Regions from separate parts of the Sus scrofa genome. Here regions 1 and 3 are each linked to region 2. The links are chromatin contacts, called in public Hi-C and promoter capture Hi-C maps. All regions are on one chromosome and are shown on one strand. The core of a region is the stretch at or near the end of the contact, and the rest is flanking DNA. Distances in the headings are between cores, read along the strand shown.

Evidence for each region. Promoter capture Hi-C pulls out the DNA fragments that hold promoters and counts their contacts. Hi-C and Micro-C count contacts between places; a contact is called where the count stands out from the background.
Region 1: a promoter capture Hi-C map of liver shows a contact between it and region 2, with 2.9 times the contacts expected there. The contact joins the promoter of SNRPF here to the promoter of METAP2 in region 2. A contact is called at or near these places in 1 of 5 promoter capture datasets (liver) and 1 of 2 datasets of contacts at active chromatin or transcription factors (skeletal muscle).
Region 3: a Hi-C map of embryonic fibroblasts shows a contact between it and region 2, with 3 times the contacts expected there. The contact joins the enhancer-like site here to the promoter of METAP2 in region 2. A contact is called at or near these places in 1 of 5 promoter capture datasets (liver), 2 of 47 Hi-C or Micro-C datasets (embryonic fibroblasts and retroperitoneal adipose tissue) and 2 of 2 datasets of contacts at active chromatin or transcription factors (alveolar macrophages and skeletal muscle).

Annotation. Positions count from the first base shown.
Region 1 is chr5:87,620,062-87,624,186 of Sscrofa11.1, forward strand. SNRPF (small nuclear ribonucleoprotein polypeptide F) reads right to left here and starts at 2,802. Exons shown (of 4, transcript NM_001190213.1): 1 at 2,676-2,802; 2 at 700-825. The coding sequence starts at 2,678.
Region 2 is chr5:87,923,819-87,928,031 of Sscrofa11.1, forward strand. METAP2 (methionine aminopeptidase 2) reads right to left here and starts at 2,337. Exons shown (of 11, transcript XM_003126711.6): 1 at 2,091-2,337. The coding sequence starts at 2,241.
Region 3 is chr5:88,191,241-88,194,856 of Sscrofa11.1, forward strand. All of the region lies in intron 10 of FGD6 (FYVE, RhoGEF and PH domain-containing protein 6), which reads left to right. Among named protein-coding and RNA genes, the nearest start is that of NR2C1, 38 kb to the right of the region's middle. Within about 2 kb of position 1,916, at least 10 of the 83 cell types and tissues checked have an H3K27ac peak or open chromatin away from gene starts, as enhancers often do. A contact at or near this core is called in embryonic fibroblasts, where this site is marked.

The DNA.
Region 1 (4,125 bases), core at 1,552-4,051, 300 kb before region 2:
GTCTTCTCTCTTAAGAACTGCTTCTATCAAATTACTTAGATTTGTACATTTAGCATTTATCAAAAGACACGAATTTCACTGGAAAAGGTTCTCTCGGACCAAGTGCTGGGATGTTTTGCTTTCCCCACAAATCAGTATATTTTTCTTATGACATTGTGAATCAAACGCCTGAGCTCTTCTTACTTTTAACCACCTGGGAATCAAATCTGTGGCTGAATTTTTTTTTTTTTTTTGTCTTTTGTCTTTTTGTTGTTGTTGTTGTTGTTGCTATTTCTTGGGCCGCTCCCGCGGCATATGGAGGTTCCCAGGCTAGGGGTTGAATCGGAGCCACAGCCACCGGCCTACGCCAGAGCCACAGCAACGCGGGATCTGAGCCGCGTCTGCAACCTACACCACAGCTCACGGCAACGCCCGATCCTTAACCCACTGAGCAAGGGCAGGGACCGAACCCGCAACCTCATGGTTTCTAGTCGGGCCCGTTAACCACTGCGCCACGACGGGGAACTCCTGTGGCTGAATTTTTAATATGTCTCATACAAAGTTCATCAAATTATAACATCCTCCTTAGCCTTGATTTGACCCCTTAATTTTGCTTTGTTTGTCAATTAATTATATCCCTGTAAGTCACACCAAACCTTTGAGAAGTCACATGAAGAAAAATAAATACAATCTAATGATCTTCATAACTCTTCCACTTACCTGCATATTCATATAGCCATCTACAGACACCAGGTAGCCTTTGTACTCCATTCCCCACTTAAGTTTCACCATCACTGGCTTCCCTGTTAACCCATTGAGGAAAGGTTTGGGATTGAGAGGCAAACTCTGCAAAACAAAAACAAAAAAAGAACCCAACTGAATAAGTTTCTTTAGCTTGGTTTCTATTACCTACTCTTTTCTGCCAAATTACCAATATGCTGTGGTATCCAAATGAAGCAAACTCTTGACTCCATCTCACGTTATTACATAATTTTCACTTTTATTTGTGGAAGAACTTCAAAGAAATATCCAGCCAGTCAATTTCATCAACCCCATCAAGACTTATTCAATGTTCACTTAAGAAACATTCACTCACTGTTCCAAAAATATAATGAAACCAAGGAAAAGGCAATAGAAAAAAAAGAAAAAAAAAAAAAAAGGCAGATGACAGTCCCTGTCCTTAAGAGACCTACAGTGGGAGGGAAGGGTCAAAACATACACGAGTGGGCAATTACTTTGTAATGTAGTAAGAGGAGAATGCTATTACATGATACCAAACAATCCAGTGTTAAGAGAAATGGAAGAGTTGCCTGAAGTAAGTAAATGCCTGTTTTAAAGGATGACAGATATTTCCAGAGGGAAAGAGGCTATTCTAGGCAGAGGAGGCTACCTATGCAAAAGGAGGGAAGAATGACTCGGCAAGGTGATCTCAGGGACATAAAAGTTAGTTTTGTATGAAGTTACTGAAGAGGCAGGGGCAGATCATAATTGAGTCTCTCACTATGAAAAGGTAGGCCTGGATCTTATTTGACTTAGCAGTGACTCCTACATATAGGCAATCAATCACTTAATGTTTGTTTATTCAGCAAATGCAACAGTATCTCCAACGAATTCAGACTTTTCCCCCTTCCTTCATCTGTTGGCCCATCCACCCAAAGAGAGAAAAGAACCAAGAAACTTGGCTACTAAACCCCTCTAGGATAAGCATACTCAGAGTGATCTCAAATAGTTCTATGGTCTTCACTCTTTTCTTTCTCCAATTTATTAGCCACACGGCAAGTATTTTTTATCACATCATATCTCTACCTAAAATGTTTTGATGGCTTTCCAAAGTAGACCCGGGAGTAGAACTCAGACCTCCTAAAACTGCCTAATACTTGCCCAACACTCCATCCTAGCAAGCAGCTGTGGCTTTCTCTCAATTCCTCCAACTGGTCAGGCTTTCTTTCGAGGCTCAGAGTCTATGCTCATGTTTCCTGAGCTTGGTGTATACACTCTTCCGCCTCTTTAAGGGTGTGTATTTCATATCGTTTAAGTTTCAGGTTAAATCCCTTCTCCCAAAGATGCCATCCTTAAACACTTCTAACGTAGCATGGTACCCCCTCATAGCATCCTGTGTGCTTCCTCCTTAGCACTAACTTTATTTGAAATTATGTATTTGTCGTTATTTGATCAATGTCTCTCTCTCTCTCACACCGACTTAAACTGGAGCAGGGGCCACACCAGTACTTCTCGCCCTATAGTCCTAGTTCCTAGAACACACCTGACAGGTAGCAGGAGCTCAGTAAAAATTTGCTAAGAGAACAAATGAATGCTCAAAGCTCGGGCTCAGTATTCCAAAGGGCTGCAGGGCTTCCCAGCATCACCAGACAAAAGCGGATTTTGGAGTGCTGTAAGCTGTACGTGAAAAACCGCTTCATCTTTACTCCAACTCTGTGGTCCCAGGCAGCAAGAGCAGCTCAGGCTCAGATTCAAACGAAGAAGAGGGGGAAGGGGACATTCCTAGGGAGGGGAAGGAGGGCGTGCGTCAGACACCCAGAACTGGCAGAAAGGGGCTGGCCACAGGCTGCGCGGGGCCTCACGCGGATGAATGGGAAACGCGCGAAGGCCCGGCGAAGCTGGTCACCCGCCCTCCCGCCCTCTCTCTCTCTCTCTCTCCCCCACACGGGCGACTCTGACCTTCTCTTTCTCCTTACCATCGCGACTACTGCTGCTGTAGTGGGCAGATGCTGCAGACTACCCGCCGCCGACTCAGCGCCGTCCGGCCCTCGTGGACTGGAGTTGGCTACAGCAACTTCCCAGCCACCAAGCTTCCAGAGAAATGGCCGCCAAATAGCAGCGTGACCTTTCCCCTCCGACTACGGCTCTTCCGGCTTCTGTGATTGGATGCAAAAAGATGCGTGCTGATTGGCGGAAGTGACTGGGGCCTGTCTCCTGGCAACCAGCAGGCTCGAGTTTCCGAGCGCCTTCCCGGCGGGGGCAGGAAATAGGAAACCTTCAGCAGCATGGGTCTGATACCTGCGGCACTGCAAAGGCAGAGAGGTGGCTCGAGTTGCCTGTTTGCTCGCCTGCCTCGAGGGTTTGCTGTCTGTCCTGCAGAATGGACGTGATTTCTCGCCAACTTGGCTGGTGGAGTTTCCTTTGGCTTTGCACACCTGGGAAAACGAGCTCGGGGCTCTCAAGTTTCTTCTTCATTTTCCCACAGATCCTGAGCCATGGGGACTCCTCTGCCACAGTCCCGTTCTACCTGATGGCTCTCTATTCTGTAGTGCTCATTTCACCCCATCTCAGAGGAAGTGGAAGAAGCAAGACTAGATAGACTTAAGGAGGTGAAACGCACCGGAAGAAAGTCAACTGCAGAATATTTTTCAGATGAGGTCAGACAGAGACTAAAATACGGTGTGGTGGCCTCCCGGTCCACCTGTTTCTTGTGCTTTGCGAGCAGAGGCCCACTACAGTCCTCATACTGGATTTATTTTTTTCAAATATATATATATCTAAAACATTTTGGATATAAATTTATATACATGTAATATATATTATAAATAAATTGCATATAAATTCAGTATAGCTGAATTACAACATTGTGCCAGTTTCTGTTGTACAGCAAAATGACACAATCATACACATATATACATTCTTTTAAAAAAATTTTTTTTTCTTTTTTGTTTTTTGTTTTTGCAGCCCTAAGGAGTTGAATTTGAAATTGAAATTTATGGAGTTCCCGTCGTGGCTCAGTGGTTAACAAATCCGACTAGGAACCATGAGGTTGCGGGTTCTATCCCTGGCCTTGCTCAGCGGGTTAAGGAGGTTAAGGGTCCGGCGTTGCCGTGAGCTGTGGTGTAGGTCACAATCCGGCTGCGATCCTACATTGCTGTGGCTGTGGTGTAGGCCGGTAGCAATAGCTCGGATTAGACCCCTAGCCTGGGAACCTCCATATGCTACGGCAGCGGCCCTTGAAAAGACAAAAAGACAAATAAGAAGAAAGAAGAAAAAATTGAGATTTAAATGTTGCGGTATTGTGGAGTAGTGGCTAAGACTTTAGAGGCAGTCTGAGTTTAGAACGTCTATCACGTGGGAATGGTATTGGGCAGTTTCTTAACTCCCGAAGGCGTTTGCTTCCTCAGTTTCATGTGGCTTTAAAAA
Region 2 (4,213 bases), core at 1,087-3,586:
CGCGTCTGCGACCTACACCACAGCTCACGGCAATGCCGGATCCTTAACCCACTGAGGGAGGCCAGGGATCGAACCTGCAACCTCCTGTTTCCTAGTCGGATTCATTAACCACTGAACCACGACAGGAACTTCTAGAATATGTTCTAAGGATTCTTAAAAACACACAACTTCTTTTCTCATAAGTGTTCAAGAATCAAAAACAGAAACATTATTGTAATCAAAGCAGAATTTATTTAATGAGAAAAATCTTCCATATCTTAGTAGTACTGCCCATTCAACAAAATATTCATGACATGTTTTCTGTACTAAGAGCTAAACTGCAAGTTGGTCTCTAACTTTAGGTAGTTTAACTGTTTAACACATTTAACAATTAGACTACAACAAATACTTTATTAACCAAATGGGAACTTAAGATGGGCAATAAATGCTTAAGTCCTTAGTAAGAAGATTTCTGTAGGACCCTGGGGACTTTGGAAGTTCATGAAGAAAGAAGTTGTGTCAAGGTGCACTGGGTAAAATCAAAATAAACAAGGAAAGATATTCCATTGCTAATAAACAAAACTCTCAAACAGCTAAGCACAAGACCAGGCCCTATGCCGGAAATAATTACAACCTAGCTATAGGAGGAGTATGTGTGTGCGCAAAGAGGTAGTTTCACCAGGTAGCACATAATGAAATGACATTCTGGCCAGTAAAGAATTCATACTAAGGAGTTCCCTGTCCTGGCACAGCGGAAACAAATCTGACTAGGAACCACGTGGTTGCAGGTTCGATCCCTGGCCTCCCTCAGCGGGTTAAGGATCCGGCATTGCCGTGAGCTGTGGTGTAGGTCGCAAATGCAACTCGGATCTTGCGTTGCTGTGGCTGAGGTTCCAATTTGACCCCTAGCTGGGGAACTTATATTTGCCGAGAGGGCAGCCCTAAAAAGCAAAAAAGAAAAAAAAGAAAAAAAAAAAAAGATTTCCTACTGAGAGATACAACTGTTAAAAATATTAGGGTCAGACTGCTGAACACCTTAAAGTACAATGGAAAAGTCTGGATTTAATCTAAAAAAGAGGAACAACCACAAGACTACGTCCTGGGATTCCATTTTGCTATGGAAGTGTCCCAGCCCCTGCAACTATGCCTCCTCAACTCCCATTTATTTAAAATTTCAGAAAGATATAGATTAACCCTCTGTAACCGCTCTCAATTCCACGTTCATCATTTTTATCCTTCCATTTTTCTCTCATGCTTTCTGTAGCTGATTTTAGTGAGAAACAGAACAAATAATTTTTCCTAAAATGCCTTGATGCAACAAAAACAGTGACTTCTCAAAAAAGTTTCTAACTCATAATACAGTCCAAGTGTAATCCCCCAGCTGTTTTCCTTACTTTACCAGTGGATTTAGAGGAGTTCCATTAGGACCCACAGATTATCCTACCTAGACCGCCTACAAGTGGCATAATAATTCAGGCCTAGAAGCCCAAAAGCTTCAGGATCCTAAACGAGATTAGGCAGGTGAAGATTCGCACCACCACCGCACATCTTGCTATTACTACTCAGTGACAAGGGCGCGTGGGCATTCACACACATACAGGTCCTGAAAGTGCAGCCCGCCACAAAATTCCCTCAGTAAACTGGGATGGTGGGGGGAGGTGCGTCGAGGTATTAAGACTTGTCCACTTCACCCCCATCCTCGACGAAAAGGCGTCCCCACGCTGCTCCAGCAAAGAGGCGGCAGTATGGGTCAGAACCAGTTTGAGACCAATCCTCAAGGAAGGTGGGCGGGCTGGGCCCTGTGCCCGGCTTCAGGTCCGTTGCACCGTCTGCGTGGGAGCTGAGCTCCGACAATATAGGGGTTCCGGCCCAGCGACCCCAGATAAGCTGAGGCACCCTCTTCTCCTCCACCCCAACTCCACCACCTACCTAGTCTCACGGGAGAAGCTGCCTCTCCCCGGGACTGGGAATCTGCAGGCCGACCTGGACATACGTTCCGTCCTGGGCATCAGCCCAGAGTTGACTCCCCAGTCCCTGTCACCCCCGCCGGGCCTGAGTCGAGCCGTTCGAACATCCTGGCAAGGACTGGGAAAACATAAAATCCCATTTACCTGTGGCAGCCCCTTTAGTCTTCTTCTTCTTCCGTCTTTTTTTCTTAGCTGCCTCCTCAGCCGTAGAAGCAGCTCCCTCCTCCCTGTCGTCTGGATCCAGGTCGCCATTCAGGTGGCTCCCGGAGGACGCCGCCTCCTCCACGCCCGCCATGTTGCCCGAGAGAGCGCGAGGGATTGAGACAGAGTGGCGAGGGCCCGCTCCTTCTTCACCCACCTACACCAGCGACGCCGGAAGTTGCTCTCGGTGGTGGGGCGCTGGGAATGCTGGGGCGGCGGCGGACTCGCCTGTGGGGCCGCGCGTGCGCAGAGCGGGGCTGGGCTCGCCTCAGGGCCCGCGCTTCCGCTGTGGTGCGGAAAACCCAGCCAGGCCGGGCCCTTGCCTAGTCCTCAGGCAAATGAGCCTGCTAGAATGTCTCTTGGAAAGCCTGTGCTTGCCCTGTGCATAAGCGCTGCCTCCAGACAGAGTCAGAGAGACGTCTCTGCTGGAACCGAAGTTTTATATTTGTTGTTTTATGCACAGCGCCCCAGAAGCGCGGAGAGGGGCGAAAAAATGCCTTCACTGTACACACTTCTTTTTTATGACTCAAAAGGACTGCGTTTTTAGTCACAATTACAGCTCACGACGAAGCCGTCCCAGCACTAAAGAGCTGTATGTACCTCAACGGGGCCCGAAGAGGCAGTCAGAGGAAAAGAGATGAGGGGCGTTCTTTCGTCTCCAAAAGAAAGGGGTGATCACCTGCGCTGAGTGCTGCTAAGAGGTCAAGTAAGACGACTGAAAAATGTCATGTGTATATAGTAACATGGAAGCCACTGGTGACCTTGGTACGAGCTATTTAGGTAGAGAGATTGAAGCCAGACTAAACAGAGCTGAGAAACTCTTCATCCTTCAAGTTTGACCTTAGGTACTATTCCCTCAGAGAATTCTCTCTCAACAGTTTAACTGAGGCCCTGCTCATACAACCTCTCATTGAATTCTTAACCTTTTTTCATGGCAATTGGAATTCATTTATTTATGTGACTATTTGTTTGATGTGTGGCTGTCCAACTACCTTGAACTCCATGAAGACAGGAACCTTGCAAGTTTTATACTGTTATTACCAGCCTACCTCAAACCTAAAGCAGAGCCCAGTAAATACTTATTGTATGAATAGCACTTAAGTGCCAAGGTTTCTACATTCATTATCTCTCTCATTCAATCCACTTTTTTTTTTTTTTTTTTGTCTTTTTTGCCTTTTCTAGGGCCACTCCCACAGCATATGGAGGTTCCCAGGCTAGGGGTCTAATCAGAGCTGTAGCCACCAGCCTATGCCAGAGCCACAGCAACGTGGGATCCGAGCTGCATCTTCAACCTACACCACAGCTCACGCCAACACCGGATCCTTAACCCACTGAGCAAGGCCAGGGATGGAACATGCAACCTCATGGTTCCTAGTCGGATTTGTTAACCACTGAGCCACATTGGGAACTCCTCGATCCACTTTTTAGTTGAGGAAATTAGAGCTAGAGAATTTTGGTAACTTGGGTTATACAGGGAGTAAATAGAGTTAGAATCCAAACCCAAATCATCAAACACCAGAAATTTAATAATTCTGTATTCGGCCTTTCCAATTGAAATATGTATTGATTATAGACTAGAAGTAATTTTCTGGGGGGAGGTACAAAAGTGAAAAAAAAAAGTTCCCTCAAGAAATTTTAGCAGGCAATAAGACACATATAAATAAGTATAAAATAAGATGCTAATACTTTCCTTCCATCGTGTATTAAATCTTTTCTGTTCCAACTTGGTCTATCACAAAGGTGAAGATGTAATGGAAAATGTCTAATAGAGCTTCAGAGTGCGGGCAAGAATGTGACTGTCAACCTCAGGAGAAATCAGAGTTCACCCTTGTTTAGGTGCAAAGTTCCTGAAGTTTTTTAACATACTTATAAGTTAAGATCTGCTATATCAAAAACGCCTTCAAGCTTTGCTGTGAATCTTCCTAGTTCTATTTATAAGTTCTGGGAACACTTGGGCCATGGCTACTACCTCAGACCCAGTCCAGGAGACAGAGGGTCAGTAGATAAATTTTAATAAAGGGTGCTTGAGGTATGTTGATCTGCAGAATTCCCAATGTCAAAATAAG
Region 3 (3,616 bases), core at 666-3,165, 270 kb after region 2:
TGTCAAGGCCGTTTCTATACATGTGAGATTCTCACTTGATAAACTGGCAGCCTTAACGACTGCCACATGTATCCACAAAGAAAAGCAGGCTCAACCAGGTCAAAATATTGGATAGCTTAGGTTTGGTGGGAGACTTTCCTGTGGTTGGACTCCGCATTCTGGATATCGCTGGCCAGTCTGTCCAGCTAAAAAGGGCCCCAAAGGGAGCGTCTATCCCCTGTAAGGTCTGCTCCAAAATTTGGCCATAGGATGAATGTGGAGGCAGGTTTGGTTTGTGAGTCCTTTGGGGGTGCTACCTCAGGCCCAGATTTAGCAAAGGCTAAGACAGGCTAGGGCTGCCTCCTGTGGCTGTGGCCTTACAAGGGCTCCCGGGCAGAGTTTCAAGCCCAGGCTGCCTTCTGCTCAGGATGTTGTACAGTCTGGGGCTGCATCAGTCCAGGAGAAGCGGGACTTTGGGTTCCCAGGAAGGCATCGCCTGTTTTCCAAGTCATGAATCCTTGATCCCGAGGGCCTGGAAAAGTCACCTTTTCTAACTTGGGCCACATATTCAGGGACAGGAATTGAACTGAGATTTGAAAAGTGGGAGAATGAGCGCAGGAACTAGAGCGCTTTTTAGCCAGAACCTCAGAGAATCGTCTCAGCCGCCCTGTGAAATGTGGAGCAGGGAGCGCTAACTCTGAGTAAGTGTCTCTTAGTCCATCAGAAATTCAGGGAACGTTTGTTGACTATGCACCAGATTTTGTCCTGGGTGTTGGGGATATAAGGACAATTAATTCAGGTTCCTGGTTCTCGTGAAGCCCACAATTTAGCATTTGTGCATAAAAGGATACTTGACGCTATAGAACCATCAGCTTAGCGTCTAACTGCAAACGCTCCATATTCTCATTAAAGTTAACTTAAAATCTTGTGATTTTATTGATACATATCAAAATGATTTTGTATATAGTAATAAGTAGAATAAAAGAATTAATGAAGATTCTGAAAGGGAGGCATTAATTAGTACATATTCTAAAACAGCAGTTAAAGAGACATAGTACCATTGTAAGAACAGACCTACTGGTTCAAAATAATAATTATTCTGCCACTGGAACAGGGAGGTAACTTGAAATAGGCTGTTGTTGATAAGAATCTAATGTGGAACAAGTAGGAAGTGAGAGACAATGGAATAAGAAAGGGGATCCCATCTCAGTAGACTAAGGATCTAGTGTTCTCTGCACTGGCTCAGGTCGCTGCCGAGGCACAGGGTCTATCCCTTTCTACATGCCCGAAAGAGAGAGAGAGAGGAAGAATGAGGAAGGAAGAAAGGGAGAGGAGTTCCTGTCGTGGTGCAGTGGAAACAAATCTGACTAGCATCCATGAAGATGCAGGTTCGATCCCTGGCCTTGCTCAGTGGGTTAAGGACCTGGCATTGCTGTGAGCACAAGTCAGGACAATTTTAGGTGTGCTTTATTTATTTATTTATTTATTTATTTATTTATTTTCTTTTTATGGCTGCACCCACAGCATATGAAGTCCCTGGGCCAGGGGTTGAATCCAAGCTAAATCCTTTAGCCCACTGCCCCAGGCTGGGTATCAAACCCTCACCTCCACAGCAACCTGAGCTGCTGCTATTGGATTCTTAACCCAGTGTGCCATAGGGGGACTCCCAGGTTTGCTTCTTGTAAATTTTGAAATTTTTGGCAAACAAGCTTTTATTGACTAGACTTACTATTCTCTAGATCTCATAAATCTTTTTTTTTTTTTCCCCTGATCCAATTACATATTTAGGGAGGAAAGAAGGAATCTGGATAATACAAAGCAAGACATGTCCTCAAATTCGAAACACTTGACTTTGGAATGCTACCTGTTCTATATGCTTATTTACTCTGCTCTGCCATCAGCCATTTCTCAGCACACAGTCCAGGAATCTGACTGGGCGTTGCTGAGTAAAAACTCCCCTTTCCCCACAGATGACTCATTTTTAGGAAATAGTTACTGTACCTCTTGAATAGTTTTCTGCTTGAAGTTTTTGTTAATTAAGCAATCAAAGGAGATGGTAAGGCTTACTAGGAGCCCATAAATTGAAAACTTAGACGTCTGATAAGATAGAGTATTTATCGGGTCCTCATTCTTTCACTCTGGGCCTCGTCTATGAGAACAAAGTTAACTTTCATAGCCCTTGAGGTTGCACTTGCCATGTTTCAGTTTTATGCTGCTAATGTTGGATACTGGTGATGATGGGGTTAATCAACGTTTATTAATCAATGATGCCCCCTGGTGGCCAGAAAATATATTTTGTGTTGCGCATGCTTGTGGCACCCTTTTTTCTTTCAATATGAATAGCACTTGAGCATTTTTGTTATTGAAGTGTTTGTCTGTTGTTTCTTATGGGCATTCCCGTGTCTGTTGTTTCTTATGGGCCAGGGATTGCATCCAAGCCATAGCTGCAACCTAGGCTGCAGCTGCGGCAACGCCAGATCTTTTAACCCATTATGCCTGGCTGGGGTTGAACCTGCACCTGCACAGCAACCTGAGCCTCTGCAGTCCGATTCTTAACCCATTGCCCCACAGTGGGAACCTATATTATTGAAGTTTTGAAAAATGTCTAGTTTGATTTGGCAGAAACAGGAAAGTTACAGAACACTGCACGTCCACCATGGCAAATTGAAATGACTCCTCTGCTCTCCTCATTTTTGAAGGGCACTTCCCGCAGGGTGCTGGGTCCCGAGTGGTATGTAGTCTGCGGTGCCTTATGACCAACACAGGTGTGTCTGTCTGGTTTCCTTTCCTGGGTTTCACCTGGGTTATGGCAGTCCCTGAGGCAGCTGGTGATTTCATCGCTCCTCCCGTCTGACTCAGAGGGTGATCAGTCCCAGTCTCATTCTGCAGTTAAGGCACTGAGTGGTTCTTCACTGAGGTGGGGGGTCATGGTCTTGTCTTCCTAGAAAAGGTACAAGTGCTCAAAAGGAGGATGGACTATGACACGATGCCCTGAAAATATGGATGGATGGATACATTGGAAAGTTGCATTTCTCAAATTCAGTTTGATAATGCTGAATTTTGAAAGTTGAATCTTAAGATTTTTTTTTATTATTATTATTGGCAAGGAAAGTAAACCTAACTCTGTTATCTCCTTGAGTAATGATATGATTTTGCAACATCTTCGTGGTGGGTTTTCTGCTCAGCCAATTTGTGTGTTTGCACTTTGTGCCTGAGTGTCCAGGTTGGCGGGCACCCGCTGAGCCTGAGTCCATGGAAAGAAAATGCAGCTCAAGCTTATCGGGCTCGGCACAGTGATTCTGAGGTCAGCACTTCCTAGTATAGCCCTCTTCCAGTGGCCTCTTTTGGTTTAGAGAAATGTCTCCGTGTGCATGGCTGTGCTTCTGTATTAAAGAACAAGAACTGAGGACAAAATGGAAACTTGCCATGAATCTGGTACTTACGTAAACGTACTTTCGTTCCCACACTCTTCAGCTCACTTAAGGAACATCACTTTCGCTTAATCAAGGTAGCCAAGGCCTTGAGGACATCTAAGAAGAGTAAGTTTTCCTCCCTAACGTGAGAGGACCTAAGAGTGAGGTCCTCCCTAAGCCTCGTGCTCATGAAAATTTAGATATTTGGACTCACGAAACATAGC